3 separate regions of the Mus musculus genome follow, and regions 2 and 3 are each linked to region 1. Evidence: chromatin contacts called from public HiChIP or PLAC-seq data. All regions are on one chromosome and are shown on one strand. Each heading gives the region's core, a stretch centred on a gene start, on an enhancer-like site or on the middle of the called end of the contact. The rest is flanking DNA. Distances are from core to core; before and after follow the strand shown. Region 1 overlaps Gm12610 (predicted gene 12610). Region 2 has its middle 47 kb from the start of Cdkn2a. Region 3 has its middle 160 kb from the start of Dmrta1.

Evidence for each region. HiChIP or PLAC-seq counts read pairs in DNA pulled down with a chosen protein or histone mark.
Region 2: a CTCF HiChIP or PLAC-seq map of the NIH/3T3 cell line shows a contact between it and region 1, with 38 read pairs. The contact joins two enhancer-like sites. A contact is called at or near these places in 2 of 15 datasets of contacts at CTCF or cohesin (both in the NIH/3T3 cell line) and 1 of 115 datasets of contacts at active chromatin or transcription factors (the NIH/3T3 cell line).
Region 3: a contact with region 1 is called in a CTCF HiChIP or PLAC-seq map of CD8 T cells, with 16 read pairs. The contact joins two enhancer-like sites. A contact is called at or near these places in 4 of 15 datasets of contacts at CTCF or cohesin (CD8 T cells, the NIH/3T3 cell line, large pre-B cells and 1 more), 8 of 484 Hi-C or Micro-C datasets (the 63-12 cell line, B cells, the G1E-ER4 cell line and 4 more) and 6 of 115 datasets of contacts at active chromatin or transcription factors (CD8 T cells, the NIH/3T3 cell line, bone marrow-derived dendritic cells and 3 more).

The regions. Positions count from the first base shown.
Region 1 is chr4:89,390,881-89,396,051 of GRCm38.p6, reverse strand. The region is part of intron 4 of Gm12610 (predicted gene 12610); the gene reads right to left. Among named protein-coding and RNA genes, the nearest start is that of Cdkn2b, 82 kb to the right of the region's middle. Within about 2 kb of position 2,536, at least 25 of the 459 cell types and tissues checked have an H3K27ac peak or open chromatin away from gene starts, as enhancers often do. A contact at or near this core is called in the 63-12 cell line, CD8 T cells and the NIH/3T3 cell line, where this site is marked.
Region 2 is chr4:89,232,159-89,237,329 of GRCm38.p6, reverse strand. No RefSeq gene overlaps it. Among named protein-coding and RNA genes, the nearest start is that of Cdkn2a, 47 kb to the left of the region's middle. Within about 2 kb of position 2,694, at least 11 of the 459 cell types and tissues checked have an H3K27ac peak or open chromatin away from gene starts, as enhancers often do. A contact at or near this core is called in the NIH/3T3 cell line, where this site is marked.
Region 3 is chr4:89,522,883-89,528,053 of GRCm38.p6, reverse strand. No RefSeq gene overlaps it. Among named protein-coding and RNA genes, the nearest start is that of Dmrta1, 160 kb to the left of the region's middle. Within about 2 kb of position 3,168, at least 93 of the 459 cell types and tissues checked have an H3K27ac peak or open chromatin away from gene starts, as enhancers often do. A contact at or near this core is called in the 63-12 cell line, CD8 T cells and the NIH/3T3 cell line, where this site is marked.

The DNA of each region.
Region 1 (5,171 bases), core at 1,287-3,786:
GTCATTTTTGATGGACTGGTAAGTTTGGTGGATCATGTCATGAAGTCAGGAAGTAAACTATTTGATTCTATTGAAAAAAAATTGTGTTTGAAACAGGACACCACCCAATAGCTGAGAGTATTTAGAGGACAGAGGGAAGTAGAGTAAAAGCCATGAGAGACAGATTATCAATACAGATATAGCCACAGCAGTGATAATGATGGTGGTGGTGGTAGTGGCTCTGACTTCCATTTGAAAGTCCATTATGAATTGGGCACTCACTCTCTTTGTTCTTTTACATTTTCTCCTATAGACATCACAATATTGCAAAAGGTCTCCTGGGTTCCACATGAGCAAACTGAGCTTTGGAGTCACATATGGGACAACAGATATGCCTGAGACTATGCAGTTAAGTGGGTGCTACTAGGCATGGTGGTGGATCACTGGGTGGGATGGGAGTTGCAGTTAAATGAATATAGGTCTTTCTCAGAACTCTCTTGAGTCAGTTTGCCTAGGACTCATAGTGAAACTAATACACATTTCTTCCCCTAGCCCTCTTGGGAGCAATGGGTAGCAAACTCTGGGCCTCACACATGCCAAGTAAGCTTGGCTAGCCTTGAGCTATATCCCCACTGTACTTACTATTTTGTTACACCCTAAGACTCTTTTCTTCAGACCTGATCAGGACTGATCTTGTAGGTACCTGTGTGCCTAACACCAAGAAGCACTTGGGTGCCTCAAGTGTCAACTAAAGGCTGGCTGCACCATTTCAAATACTTCTCCTAACTCTATCTTTCCAACTCACACAGGAGTTCTCTCACAAATCCACTAAATTTGTCACCTGGAGAACTTTCCAGAGAAACAGGTCTGGATAATTAGTTCAAAAAAAACCTCAAGACATATTGCATCATTATGTCATTTTCTCATTCTTTATAAGATACAAAAAAATTCAACAAGCTGTGGAATAACAGTAATAACACAGGAGTGCGTAAGTATAGGCACAACTCACAAAAGTAGATATTACAACTCACTTGGCAGTTATCGATCAGGTGGGTAGCAAATACCTGTCATGTTAGCACTTGAGACGTGGAGACAGAAGTCATCCAATAAAAGGAAGGAGAAGAAGGAGGAAGAGGAAAGAGAGGGATGGAGGGAGGTAAGAAGGGAGGAAGGGAAAAGTTACATACATGATAAAATATAAATCTAGAAAAAAATATGGCTTTAGTTTAAATATAAAAGGTTCCAGGCATGGTGGCACATCTTTGATCCAGCATTTAGGAGGCAGAAGCAGGTGTATCTCTACGAATTCAAGACCAGCCTGGTCTACTTAGTGAGTTTCAGGCTAGCCAAGGGATACACAGTGAGACTATCCCAAAAGAAGGAAAAACAGAGACAGAGAAATACAACAACATACATACATACATACATACATACATACATACATACATACATACACACATATGGGAAATATAAATGAAAAAAGAATACACACTATAGTCAGGGATTGATTCTGAGTGGTGGAAATTTTCCTGCTTATTAACATTTTATACATTCATTTATTGTTTTGTTATGGTTTTTAATTGTAGGTGAGTGTTTGTAGGTGCTTTTAGATGCCCTGGAGTTGGAATTACAGCAGTTATGAGCTGCCCAACATGAGTTCTGGGAATAAAACTCTGGTCTTCTGCAAGAGCAGTCCACACTCCTAACCATCAAGCCATCTCTCCAGCACCTACATTTTATATTTTAAAAAGAAGTAGGTAAATATAAAACAACACTATTTTTATATCTTATACTCATAAATTGAATGATGAAATGTGGGCTTTGTGTTTTAAAGTTTCATATTTTCAGATAATGAAAACTTCACTTGAAAATGAATAAAAAGTGTTAGCACGCTGAAAAACCATAGTACATTTTTGGAACGTTTCTGGGTTGGGCTCAGCCAACCTTTCTTCTATTTTCTCAGTCAGGTAACTGTAAAGCTATGGACCAGCAGTCTGGTGGCCTGTGGTCATCGTAGCTGTTAGATAACTTCCTTGACAGTCTGAATATGTTGCCCTTTTCTTGTCTACGTTATAGACTATGCTTAACAGGACACTGGCTCTATCATCTATCAGGCTTTTTCCCAGCTGTCCATTTCCACGAAGTGATGTAAAACGCAGGACCACACAGGCAAGAGCTGGTTTTAATTGTTAAACATTTCCCATTGTGTTTGGTCTCCTCTTCCTCCCTAGTGGTCTCCATGAGAACTCCTCTGAAAAGAGCTGCTCCTTCAAGCCTTCCAACGCAAATAGGAGCCAACTCCTACAGCATATCCTTCAAAGAAACAGGTCACAAGCCAGTATTGGCCTATGACATCTCAGAACCTCAGAAGAAAACAGATGACAGCTTGACCACAGAGAACATAGAAAATATCAAAGGACCCTTGTTACTGTCTCACAGTGGCCAAGATACTCTTAAGTTTCTGTTCCAAAATATCTTGGCAGCCATTTTACCCTAGGGAGGCAGTGAGGGGAAAGTTTGTTCTTGCAACATTACCACCAGGCGAGGGGGGAAAACCCCAGTCTTACACACACAAACAGGACTCTACCTCTGACTGAATACACCCAGGCAAACAGACATTCCTGATATTTCTTGCCTTCTGTTGTAGCTCCTCATCATCATTTCTCAGAAACTAAAACCACAAGGTACCACAAAGGGATATTTTCAGAGCTGTAATGTGGGCACCTGGCTATTTCACCTGCTGTAGGCGGTTTCAATCAAATCCATTTCTGTAAAGCAATGCTGTCCTAGATGACTGTACTGAAACCCCATCAAAAGTGCTGAGTGAGGGGTGTCAGGATCCCTAGAAAGACATTTTGACAGTTTTCAAAAAAAAAGTCTAATGAATGCAATATAAGGGTATGTGAACATAAGATTAAGAAGCAGGCTAGATGGATGGATAGATGGATGGATGGATGGATGGATGGATGGATGGATGGATGGATGGACAGACTGTTGCTGTGTCAGTGAAGAAGGGTCAGGCTGTCTCAGAGGAATGCTGACCTGAGCAAGGGAAAGAAACAAAGAATAAAAGCATCTGCAGGCAATTTCAGTTCTATAAAAACAAATGCACTTTGACCTCACTTTGGGTTAATAGCTGAGCATGTATGGAATTATATGGAAGAGAGCCAAGCCTTCTAAAAGCACCACAAATCCTTTCCTTGTTTAAAACAGGGAAATCCCACCCTCTTAGCTCTCCTCTTTTTTCAGAAATTAAGCTTCTGAAATTAAATGATCTCTAATATTTGCATTATTCACTGACTTCTTTGAATTTTAGCAAAGAGAATGAATCAGTGCTTTAAAAAAAAAACTACAAAAAAAAAGTCTGATAGAAAGCCAACTGGAAAATTTCTCTGGCATTTGTGTTGCTGTCTCCCCAAGAAGGCTGGCTACACTGTGGTCTTCCCTAGCTCTCTCGTGGGATCCGAACAATCGTAGGAAAAATCTAAACCAATCATTAACACTTTTCATTTTACCAGACCATGGGGAAACCCCAAGATTATACACATCTCCTTTCCTGAAGGAAATTGGAACCCTAAAACACTGAGTAAGAATTGGGGAGCAATGGCGGTACATGCCTTTAATACCAGTACTTGGAAGCAGAGGTAGGCAGATCTCTGAGAGCTACACAGAGAAACCCTATCTCAGAAAACAAACAAAACACTGCCTAAGAAAGCCTCAGCTAAGATTTGAAAGGATTTTAGAACAGATTTACAGAGAAGGAAAATGCACACTCATCCCACATGGGGAAAAAAATGTGCAGGGGAAATCATTAAACGGAAAAAAAAAAAGAAGTATGTGGAATACACATAATCTACAAGGGCTGGAGATATGAGATGACTTTAACAGTCAAAAGCACTGGCTGCTCTTCCAGAGTACCTTCAGAGCTGTGTGCTAACTCCAGTTCCAGGGAATCCAGTGTCCTTTCCTGGCACCAGTCACACATGCTATATATACATATACGCAAAGGCAAAACACCCATACATGTAAAAAATACAATGATAAAATATTTTAAATTCATATATAATCTACAATAATTTATTAAAAGGGAAAGCCTCCGACTTTCTCCTGACCTGACTAACAAGGTCTACTGCTTGTTGGATTTTGAGACACACCTCCAGATTCCACACGCCCTTTATCTCTCCTGCCCTGAATGTATGCAGCACAAACTGCCCCATCAGGAAAGGACCTAACTGCTTCAAATGGTGTCAAGTTGGGAAGAGCTTTGTTGTTGTTGTTGTTATTGTTCTTGTTGTTTGACTTCTTTTTTAAGTGAAGTATTTCAGGAAGCATTATAAAACGACTCAAACATGAACAGGAAGAGGCAAAAATGCAGATTTCAGTTAGTGGTAAGTTTCATGAGTCAAATGACTAGCAGCCGCCAAACACTGGTTTCACAAATCCTGAAGGCAAGAAAGTCACGTAACACCAAGAGAAACATTGGGTCAGTCAAGTACTGGATCTCAGACACAGTCTACGATACCACAATGAAAATTTTAAAACCAGGTACAAATAAGAACATGGTCCATAAAGAGGGACGAGAATACTAATTTGTAGGCAAGTATTTAAGTCTCATTGAACAAGATGTCTGGGACCCATAAGGTCTAGAAATCCATTATTTAGAGGTTCAGTTGGATCTTCAAAGCATCTTCTGCAAGACCCAACAGGGCAGAGAAACAAGTCTCATTCTTCTTAGAAACAAAGCATCAGAGGGCTAATTAGTGGTGGGGTACGTAACAGGTTAAAGTGCTCTGTACCTCTGCCCAGAACTTTACAGCCCAGCTTCCTGTGAGATCCCTGCTTCATAAACAGCTCGGAAGAAAAGAGCCAGGGACGATCACAACATGATGTTGACTGGCTTTCTTCTATTGGTGTAGCCAAATACAGATTCAACAAAGGCCCCTTTCTGGAATCACGGCTAAGAGAAGTGAGAAGTCGAAATTTTATTTCCATTAATATAATAATTTATATTAAGCTGACATAAGGTCAGCTATTGAAAAACTTTATGTTTGTTGAATACATTTTAAGTACATGAACCCTTTTTTCAGGTGTGAAAGTTATAAAAAAAAATCTAAAAATTATTTCTAATAGCAATGTGATGTTCTGGCTGTAAGTGGATGATATAGTCTACATATTAAATACTTATGTAAAAA
Region 2 (5,171 bases), core at 1,445-3,944, 160 kb after region 1:
CTGGGAAGAGATGGAGTGGGGGAGAAAAAGGCAAAGAGAGATGGAGAGAGATGATGGCAGAGAGGGAAATAGACACACAGAGAATAGTTATGTGGATAGGGAGGTGGGGTAGGCTCAGGAGAAGGATGAATATGATCAAAATACATTGTAAGACAAGTGATCTTATAGGGGAAATGGAAAAGGGATTCTCCAGGAAGTAGGGGAATGAGGTAAATATAAAAAAAGGAGGTTAAACTTACAATGAGGATGTCTGAAAAAAGTCACAAGGAGACATAATATTAACTACTCACATTAGAAAATCCCATAATTCACATAATTCTGTATATAAACATATAGTTTTAATGATCTTATCTCATATGGGCTGACAGTGGTCATTCCATTAGCCAAAGACCATCTGGGGAAAAAAACAAAATAAAACAATACCAGACATGAGAAGCCATCTTTTGAGTTGTTGGCCAGAGCTATCCAAAAAGACTCCCAAAACATATAGCATATTGCTGTTGCCCTTGGTTGCCCCCCCCTCCATGTGTAGGTGTTAATTCCCTATTGCTGAAGACACCATGCATATCAGAGACAGGGTCCAGAGACTCCCTAAACTGGAACTCTCTGAGCTGTCCCCTTCTGAGGAATGACACTAGAATGTACCACAATTCTGAAGGAGGAAATTAACCAATGTTCCTCTCTAGACATGATGCCCCTGAGCCACACCCATGACCATCCTGGCATTATAACCTGAAGAGTGTGGTACTGGCATACATGCCTTGGTGGTGACTAAAAAGCTCTCTAATTGAACTTAAGACCTGCCTGACAAGAGGTAGACCATTCCTGGTACTGGAAACTAGCGAACTACTGTGTTCCAGTTTCCTGGTTATTTGAGGAGAACCTATAAGCATGAATTTGCTAAACTAGGATAAAACCTAACACTAATATGTAAACATTTGTTCTTATACCCACAGATAGTGTAGTCTTTATCAAGGAAACCGATGGAGAGAACTACAAAAAAACAGAACCAACAAACTGCAGAGTTGTGAAGTCCAGACCCAGCGAATCCATCTACAAAACACTCTCAAACCTAAGGCTCTGGGGGCATTTGAGAAGAGGGGTGGAAAGACAGTATGAGCCAGAGGATCAGGAAATTTGCTGTGCAATTTTGTCTCCTAATGCCAGAAGCTACAACCAGAAAGTCTTCCCAACATGACTATCCCAAAATATTGCTGAACAAGAATGACACAGCAGATTTGACAATGTGAACAAGGAAAAGCCCACGAAGCTTCAACTTTCCAGAAAGAACTACAAGAGTAAAGCCAGGATTGGGATAAGGTGGGCTTTTTTTTTTTTTTATAAGGAAGAGCACAACAATTGGTTGTCCAATGCCAAATGGTCAGCCCTGAAAACATACATACAAATAACATTAGATGGACTGAGCTGGTTGTATTTAGGAATGCATACAATAACAATTTATGACAAAAGATGCCATGAGTTAGAAGGAGAGGGGGAAGGGGCATATGGTAGGGTTTGGAGGGAGAAAGGTGAAGAGAAAATATTGTAATTGTATTATACTCTCAAAAATAAAAAAAATACATTGTATGAAATTCTCAAAAAACTAATAAAAACGTTGTTGTTGTTTTTAATTCTTATTGAACATTAGTGTTGTGTGACAGACTTTTCCTGGGGTAATGCAAAACAAACACACACACACACACACACACACACACACACACACACACACACACACACACCTATGCAACCCAGAAAAGGAGCCTATGACAGACCAAAGACATAACAATGGCACCAATGTCCTCAAGAGTCAAGAATCTTCCTAGTTTTTGTTCTTCTGAACATGTGACCTTGTGTTTACCACCTGCTTACCACAGGAGGCTGATGGTCCACCCCTTCCCTCCTGGAGGAGACAGTTCAAGTTGGAGGGAATTCTGTGACTTGAAAGAACATGCCATACGATTAAAGAGTGATTAAGCGATTTCAGGAATTCGATAACTCTCTGAACCAGGGTACTTTCTTCAGACTGTTGCACGGTTACTAAGTAATGTCTGTGCTAATGGTAGACAGTGATTCATATACGATGCCTAGGGCTCCTGGGGCAAGGACAAGGGGGAGGTGTTTTTCAGAAAAATGCACAGAGGAGTCCAGAGTGTCCTGGGAAGAAATGAGTACAGTGTAAAGGACTTGCTTTCCCCGTGTTTTCTAGCTCGGTCCTCTCCAATTACTCTTCTGATCAGTTTTTAAATTTCACATCTCAGGTTACCATCAAAGATATTCTAGATATTGGTGCAAAATTGGACGTGAGATATGTTCATTCTCTCTCTGACTCACATGTTTCAGCAGACTAACAATCACAACATCCAAGGATTATTATTCTGAAGCAAGCCTACACATGCCTTACCCATGATCTCTGGCAGCACTACCCTAAATATAATGGAAAAGGGGTTTTCCAGCACAAGGGCATCTTGGCAGTTTGGAGCTAAGGAATATCATAAAGTCACACTATGCAACAAACCTCACACAGGAGATTTATTGGGCGAGACACTTTAAGGTGGCTGCTTCTGAACTGGAAGAGAGACTACAGTGGGTTAGGTTGAGGGGCAGGCGTTTATAGGGTCTTCGGAGCATGCGCAGTGAGCTAGTTCAGCACATGCGCAGTGAGCTAGTGGAAAAGTACAGTGTGCTGGAAGTAGTACTTGGCCATTAATGCTGAGTCACTGGACCAGGGGTTTCCAAGTCTCAGGTTTTGGGACAGGCCAGGGGTAGGCCAGTTACCCGGCAATAACACCTTCTAAAATAGCGTATGATAGAAATCTAACAAAGCAGGCAACACCCAAGACACAGGCATCTTCCTTAGCGCAGTCATTGTGCTAGAGAGAGAGTAGCAGAATCCTGTCTGAGGACATTTGTGTGTCTCGCTGAGTTAATTTTCATCATAGCTTTCTTTAGAATCATATTTGCAGTTTACCATTTTAATTATTTTTCATATGTACTTTTATCATTTAAACTTTTATGTTTGGGGGGGGCTGAGAAATTGGAGGGTTGATAGGGTCAAAACGCCTTCCGTCTCTTTAGGGTCACCAGGGTTTCTAGCCTTAGCTCAACCAGGAATCAGGCTGCCTTTCACGGTCCTACAAGAAATGGCTTAGCAGTTAAGAGCACTGGCTGCTCTTCCAGGCATCCTAGTTCGATTACCAGCATCCACATGGTTATTATATAGTCTCTAACTCCAGTTGCAGGGTTCCCAATGCCTCCTTCTGGCCTCTGTGGGCACCAGGCATATCTAGTGCATAGTTATACACATAGGCAAAAATACCCATATGCATAAAGTTCAAAACTTTATGTATATAAAGTTTTGTGGGAATTTTAATTTTTTTTCTCATGTAGTGGCTGATTTATTTTAAAGTAAGTAGGATGTGTTCCATTTCTTTTCTTAGAAATAATGCTGTTCTAGATGGTTAATTCAGAAAGAAGGTTTACTACATGTAGTCATGCAAAACAACATTTGGAATATTATTATTGATCAAGTTAAATTGATCCAGGAAATCTGAATATATTAATGTTTTAAATGCACTTACTAAAACAAGTAGATAAGCACATGTTTACTGATATATGATTGTATGAAATACAGTTGGGTCCTAAAGTCCATATTTGTACAAGTAACAGTTTGTTATCTTTTTTTTAAAAAAAAGATTTATTTATTTTATCTATATGAATACACTGTAGCTGTACAGATGGTTGTGAGCCTTCATTTGGTTGTTGGGAATTGAATTTTTATGACTTCTGCTCTATCTGGTCAGCCCTGCTCCCTTCCATCAACTGTGCTCACTCAGGCCCAAAGATTTATTTATTACATAAGTACACTGTAGCTGTCTTCATTTGCACCAGAAGAGGGCATCAGATTTCATCATGGGTGGTTGTGAGCCACCATGTGGTTGCTGGGATTTGAACTCAAGATCTTCGGAAGAGCAGTCAGTGTTCCTACCTGCTCAGCCATCTTGCCAGCCCCAATTTGTAATCTTAATTCACTTCGTTGATTATATAGGCAATTTGGAAGTGAGTTATGTGTGGTAATTATCAGGACATTTGTCATGCATTTTAGCCACTCTATATAATAACACTTTACATATCTGGAAATTATCTCATAAATAGCTACTTTCCAGGTCTGACCCTGATTAGTTTTGAGATCAAATCAGATCAGGTGCATTCAGGCCTTATACAAAATTGTTAAACTTCTAATCTCACAAATATTGGTTTGTATAGTATGGATAGATTACCCATTATTATAGCTGTCACCCTTGGGGACACTTGGTCCCAGCTGATAGTGCTATTTGGGAAAATATGGAATCTTTAGGTGTGGAGCCTAGCGGGAAGAAGTGAGTCACTGGGGTTGGGTCTTGAGGCTTTGTAGTCTGTCCCCATGTCCTATTCTGTCTCTGCTTCCTGAGTGTGGATGAAATGTGACCAGTCAGCTTCCTGTTCTTACCACGATGCCTGCATCCCACAGTGGCTGCCACGATGAACTCTGTCCCACTGGAAGTTTAAAGCAAAAAACACCTATGTTTCCCCTAAGTTGCTTTTATCAGGGTAATTTATCGAAGATAATAAAGGCACTGACTTTCCTTCAACCTCTGCTTCCTTTTTTTATCCCAGTATTTCTTTTAGACAGGAACATCTGGGTCAAAAATTTTGAAGGTAGGTTGGTGACCACATCCCTCCACTGGGGGCCATGACTATCTACTGGAGGTGGTCTCTTCAGGTTCTACTTCCTCACTGTTGGACTTTTGGCTAAGGTCATCCTCATGGAGTCCTGGGAACCTCTCACATCGCAGGTCTCTGGGACTTTCTAGAGGTTCCGTTTGCCCTCCCACCAACAACTGCATATTTCCATTCATTCTCCTGGCCCTCTGGCCTTCTCTCCTTTTTTTTTTTTTTCATAGTGAATGTTTCTTTTTTTTTTTATTTTTTAGGGTTCTTATTTTTTTTTCCATTTTTTATTAGGTATTTAGCTCATTTACATTTACAATGCTATCCCAAAAGTCCCCCATATCCACCCACCCCCACTCCCCTGCCCACCCACTCCCCCTTTTTGGCCCTGGTGTTCCCCTGTACTGGGGCATATAAAGTTTGCAAGTCCAATGGGCCTCTCTTTCCAGTGATGGCCGACTAGG
Region 3 (5,171 bases), core at 1,919-4,418, 130 kb before region 1:
AACAAAGCAGGCTCCCTCAACTCTTGTTGGATATATACCTTATGAATGAAGATACATACTCTGTTGTTTTGTTTGTAGTGTTTTGTTTTGCTTGGTTGTTTGGTTGTCTGCTTTTCAAAACAGGGGTTCTCTGTGTAGCCCTAGCTGTCCTAAAACTCTGTAGACCAGGCTAGCCTCTAACCCTGCACCCCTAAGGCTGGGATTAAAAGCACAGCCATCTCCTGGCCAGTTTTGTTACGTTAACCAAAGAGACTTTTGTTATTGGAAGTGATGATGGGTGTTAGGAAGGAGAAATGCAAGAAGAGAAGACAAGGAAAGAAATCAAATTGAAATTAGGGTCAGGAAATAGCTCTCTGAGAAAGTAATAATTATCCTGAAAGAAAGAATAGGAAGCAGACAGGTGACCGAACACTGATGTCACAATGGAGCCCCGTGGGGGGTCTGAAAAGGGAATGGACGTGAATCTAGCGAGCAAGGCCAAGTGTGGCTTGAGAAGAATCTGGAGACACAGGTAGAGAGGTGCTTAGCCAAGTCCTCGAGGCCATGTTAAAGTGTTTGGGGCTTGTGTTAAATGCAGCAAGAACCTCAACCAAATGTATGCCAAGTGCAAAGCAAACAGAAACCAGCTTTCCTGGCACACATTCTCGAACCTACGGCTGCCATGGATTTTACCACAAAACAAAGTACCATATTACAAACTGCCTGTTCAGAATTAATTCTTTTGTGAGTTACTCCGATCATAAAGAACAGGGATCCAGGCTGGATATGAAATGCAAAAGAGAATCTTAGCTATGCAACTCAGTGGGGATGGATCAGGGTGCTACTCACAGAGTTCTGTTTGAGGTAGTGAACACTTCTGTCCAGAAGGCAAGCACAGGGACGGTTATACTCCAGGGGGAAGCCACTGAACATGGGCTTTGCACAGTTTAGTGTCTGCTGGACGTTGTCCAGGTTGTCTCCAGTGTTCCTGTCGGCTCCCCAGCTAATTAGAGTCACCTCTATTGACAGATGTGGCAAAGGTCACTGCTCTGGGGACTTGGCTGAGGAGGGAGCATTTCACTGTCCTCGAGTGTGAAGACAAATAAGACATTACCCTAAAAGGTTCAAGCTCAAAGGGAATGCAGAGGTCAAAGATTCCCTGGACGTCTTGCACTCAGGTTCAAAAGCACCAACTGGACTGGATAGCAATAGCTCTGGAACCCAAGCCTGAAGGACTGATTGATTGGGAATAGGCATGGACGTGGTATGACGGGGCAGCCCAAGCCAAGCCAAAGCCAATATACGGTGACAAATATACACCCATCTATACACAAGGAATACACATGCAAAGACGCTTTAAAGATAACTTACCTCATGGGTGAGCCCCATCTGTGCTATCACCAAAGACCCAACATGGCTTCAATGATAGTCCCATCTAATGGTCACACAGATGGCCCTGACGAGCCAAATGGGTCACAGAACAAAACCAAATGTCAGAAATCTGTGAAACAGGGAAAATAGAGAGGAATAAAAGAGATGATGGGGGAGAGGGGTTGTAAAAGGGAGCTGGAGTAACCATAATGCACTGTATAGATTATGTAATTGTCAAAGAACTAACTTATTTAAAAGATACATTCTGTACATACATAAGCTTGTCAAGGGAAAAAAATATGGTTTAAAGATGCAGAGATCCACAGCAAAGCATTACAAGGGACTCAGTGAATCCAAAGGAAAAAGAAGAAGAGGAAAGATTGTAGGAGCCAGAAAGGTCAAGGACACCACCAGAAAACCCACAGAATCAACAAATGAACTCCTAAGGGCTCACTGAGACTGAAGCGGCAGTCAGGGAGCCTGCGTGGGTCTAACCTCTGCATATATGATAGTTATGTAACTTAGTGTTCTTGTAGAACTCCTAACAGAGGAAGTTGGGGCTGTTTCTGAAGCTCTTGCCTGCCTTTGAGACCCTTGTCCTTCGACTGGTTCACCTTGTCCACCCTTAATAGGAGGAGAGGTAGGTACCTAGCCTTACTGAAACTTGATATGCCACGGTTAATTGCTATCCCAGAGAGCCCGTCCATTTTCTGAAGGGAAACTGAGTAGTAGTGGTTGGGGAGGGAGGAGAGACTGGGAAGAGAGAAGAGAGGGAAAATACTGTGGTTGGGATATGAAAGAATAAATTGATTTAAAAAAATAAATAAAAGTATTGTTTAAGAAAATTACATTCTAGATTACATAAAGTGAATTTTAAACGAAATGAATTAACCTTAAATTTTATTTATTTTTACACGAATTGCATCACACTAAATTTTCTCTTATTTGAAAGAGCCGGCATAAAGAGTTACCAACTCAAACCAGGGGTTAGAAAACTATAACCTGGGCTGGTGAGATGGCTCAGTGGGTAAGAGCACCTGACTGCTCTTCCAAAGGTCAGAAGTTCAAATCCCAGCAACCACATGGTGGCTCACAACCATCTTTAACGAGATCTGACTGGAGTGTCTGAGGACAGCTACAGTGTACTTACATATAATAAATAAATAAATAAATCTTTTAAAAAATGTTAAAAAAAAAAAAGAAAAAGAAAAGAAAACTACAGCCTATGGTTAAATCTTGGGCTCAGCCTATTTTTGAAAATCGATTTTTACTGGAAGGTGGAAAATATGAAAACCTCTCAAAAATGATAACTTGTATTCTCCATTAGCTGAATTTTCAGCAATGGACAACTATTGTTTATACATTTATTTTAGAGACATTTATTACTAACACCTTGTAGTCCCAGAAAACAATAAGAGCAATGTACAGCGTAGTCAATCATTATAAAGCAGGGGGGAAAAAAGACTCTTTCTATTACCATAGAGTTCTTATGTCTGAGTCTCTCTCAAAATGACTCTCAGCTTATCAGTTTAGTTGACCCAGTTGTGGCCACTCTGCAGCCCTTAGAGCTTTCCTTGTGTGGCACAGTGTGTTCCTTACAAGGAATTAAGCCGAGAGAATTCGGTCTAACGGCAGTAAAAGGCAGAAGTGAGAATTTAGCTGACTCTACCACCACGCCGTTTTATCTTGAAGCTTCTGGGAAACTTTAGTTGCTTTGTGAAGGTGTTGTGGAAAAAGAGACAAGTTGCCTCCGGGGTTGCTAACTTCGCCGATTTTCTTTCCGTTTGAAGAACACAACCAACAAACCGCCACTAGGTGTCCTCAACACCAAACTAATCCTCACTTCGGCACTTTCAGAGGCGAACTCGCAGGGACACGGGACTCAGGAGTTCCCCCCGAGGGACAGATCAAAACCCCGTGCACTCAGCACGGCTCTCTGAGTGAAAAGAAGTTCCCGGCAACAGCATCCGAAACTTCGGATCTCAGCTTTTAGTACGGAAAGGCCGGATGGTGGGGTGGAGACCCTCCTACGCTGAACGGGAACAAGAGAGGCCAATTTGAAGCCGCCCTGCCTCGCAGCAACTTCAAATGCGCAGAGAATATGCATTGGGTTCTAACTGCTTTTGTTTTTTGTTTTTAATTTATTTTTTATTATGCTTTTGTTTTCTTTACGGCGTTTGCAAATAAGAAGCCATTGTTCGGCTAAGCCTGTTCATTCGTTTTTTCACGAGAAGACAGTAATATTACTGAGTCCGCAGTCAGAGTCGCCAACTCCATCCCGATTCTCATCCATCCGGACGCTCCTCTGCTTGTCTTTTCCAGTTCTCCCCTCCCTCGCCCCCCATCTTTCCCTCCTCTATTTCTTCTCAACGGTATCTAAATCTACCACCTTTACACACATAGTGCGCTTTCCTGGTTAAAATATGAATATTTACATATTCAGTGGAAATAGGATTTCTTGACTTTGAAAAGTCAATAAAAGGGGAAAGAAAAGGAAGAGGTGCTAGAGATGGCTCAGTTGTTGCGTGCTTACTGCTCTGCAGAGGATCCGGGTCCTGTTTCCAGCACCCACATGGCAGATCACCACTACCTGTAACTCTACTTCCAGGAGAACAAAGGACCTCATCTGTCCTCCATGGGCTCTTGAACATATGCATACACTCAGGCACGTATACATAAAATAACTAAATATTTAAAAATGAATAGGAGGAGGAAAGGGGTGGGGGTGAGAAAGCAAGCAGGTAACTGCCCAAATCGACCCAAAAGTTATGGACCATAAGGTCACATGGTGGGAACCGGTGGGAACCGGGAGCTGCAGAAGGCATTTCCCTTCATCTTTCCTGCCTCCACTCCGGATTCTTTATCATGTTCCAGGAATTTCTAATCTCACCACAGCCAGATGACTCACAGCGGCTGACTGGCTGTCTAGGCTTCTACCTAACACCTGTAAAGATAAACCCTGGTTAAAACAGCACTCATTGCAGGGTGGCCTTTGCAGATGGCCAGGGGGATTTTCAGAGTTGAGTTCAATTTTTCCCCTCAAAGGCTCACAGACCTTGATCTTAATTTCAGACATATTTGTGTCTGACAGCCAGAGGCTAGCTACACACCAGGAATAACCTCCCATGGACCAGACCTGCTGCTTGGGGAGAGGAACACAGGAGTACAGCAATCCTTATTTGGGACCACAAAGGGTTTTGGTTTGCAAGCTACTCAGACCAACCTTCTTCGTACTCACTTCACTGCCCCAGGCTGCCTTTTAGGGGCGTGTCATTTTCTCTCTGATCAATTGAGAGGTTCTTTCTAACTAACGTCTCTCCATGCGAGGCATACAGAAACAGTGGGCCATACGGTCAGATTCAAAATATAAATGTTAAATAGTGTCCTTCCAGGCAAGTGATAAAGAAAATAATCAAGGAGCCATATTTCTGAAGGCTTATATAGGAATAAATCCTTATATAGAGAGATAAATCATACATAAGCAGATAATTATAGGTCAACTCTTATTTATAAGACAATACTTAACATTGAGCTTTTAAAATACCCTTAATCCCTTCCAGGAGTTCTATAAGCATTAGTTAATTTAATGTTTTCAACAAGCTCATAAGGTACATATAATTATAAAACTGATGACCATGGAGGTATAGATTTTTCTTTAAAAATATATATGTATGTATATATACATATTTTTTTCTGTTATAATTAGAACATGGCTCTGAACATGCCAGAGAGCCTGGAAGATCTGTGAATTGAAAAAAAAAAAAAAACTAAAGGAGAACTTGTGTGCGTGTGTGTGTGTGTGTGTGTGTGCGCGCACGCTT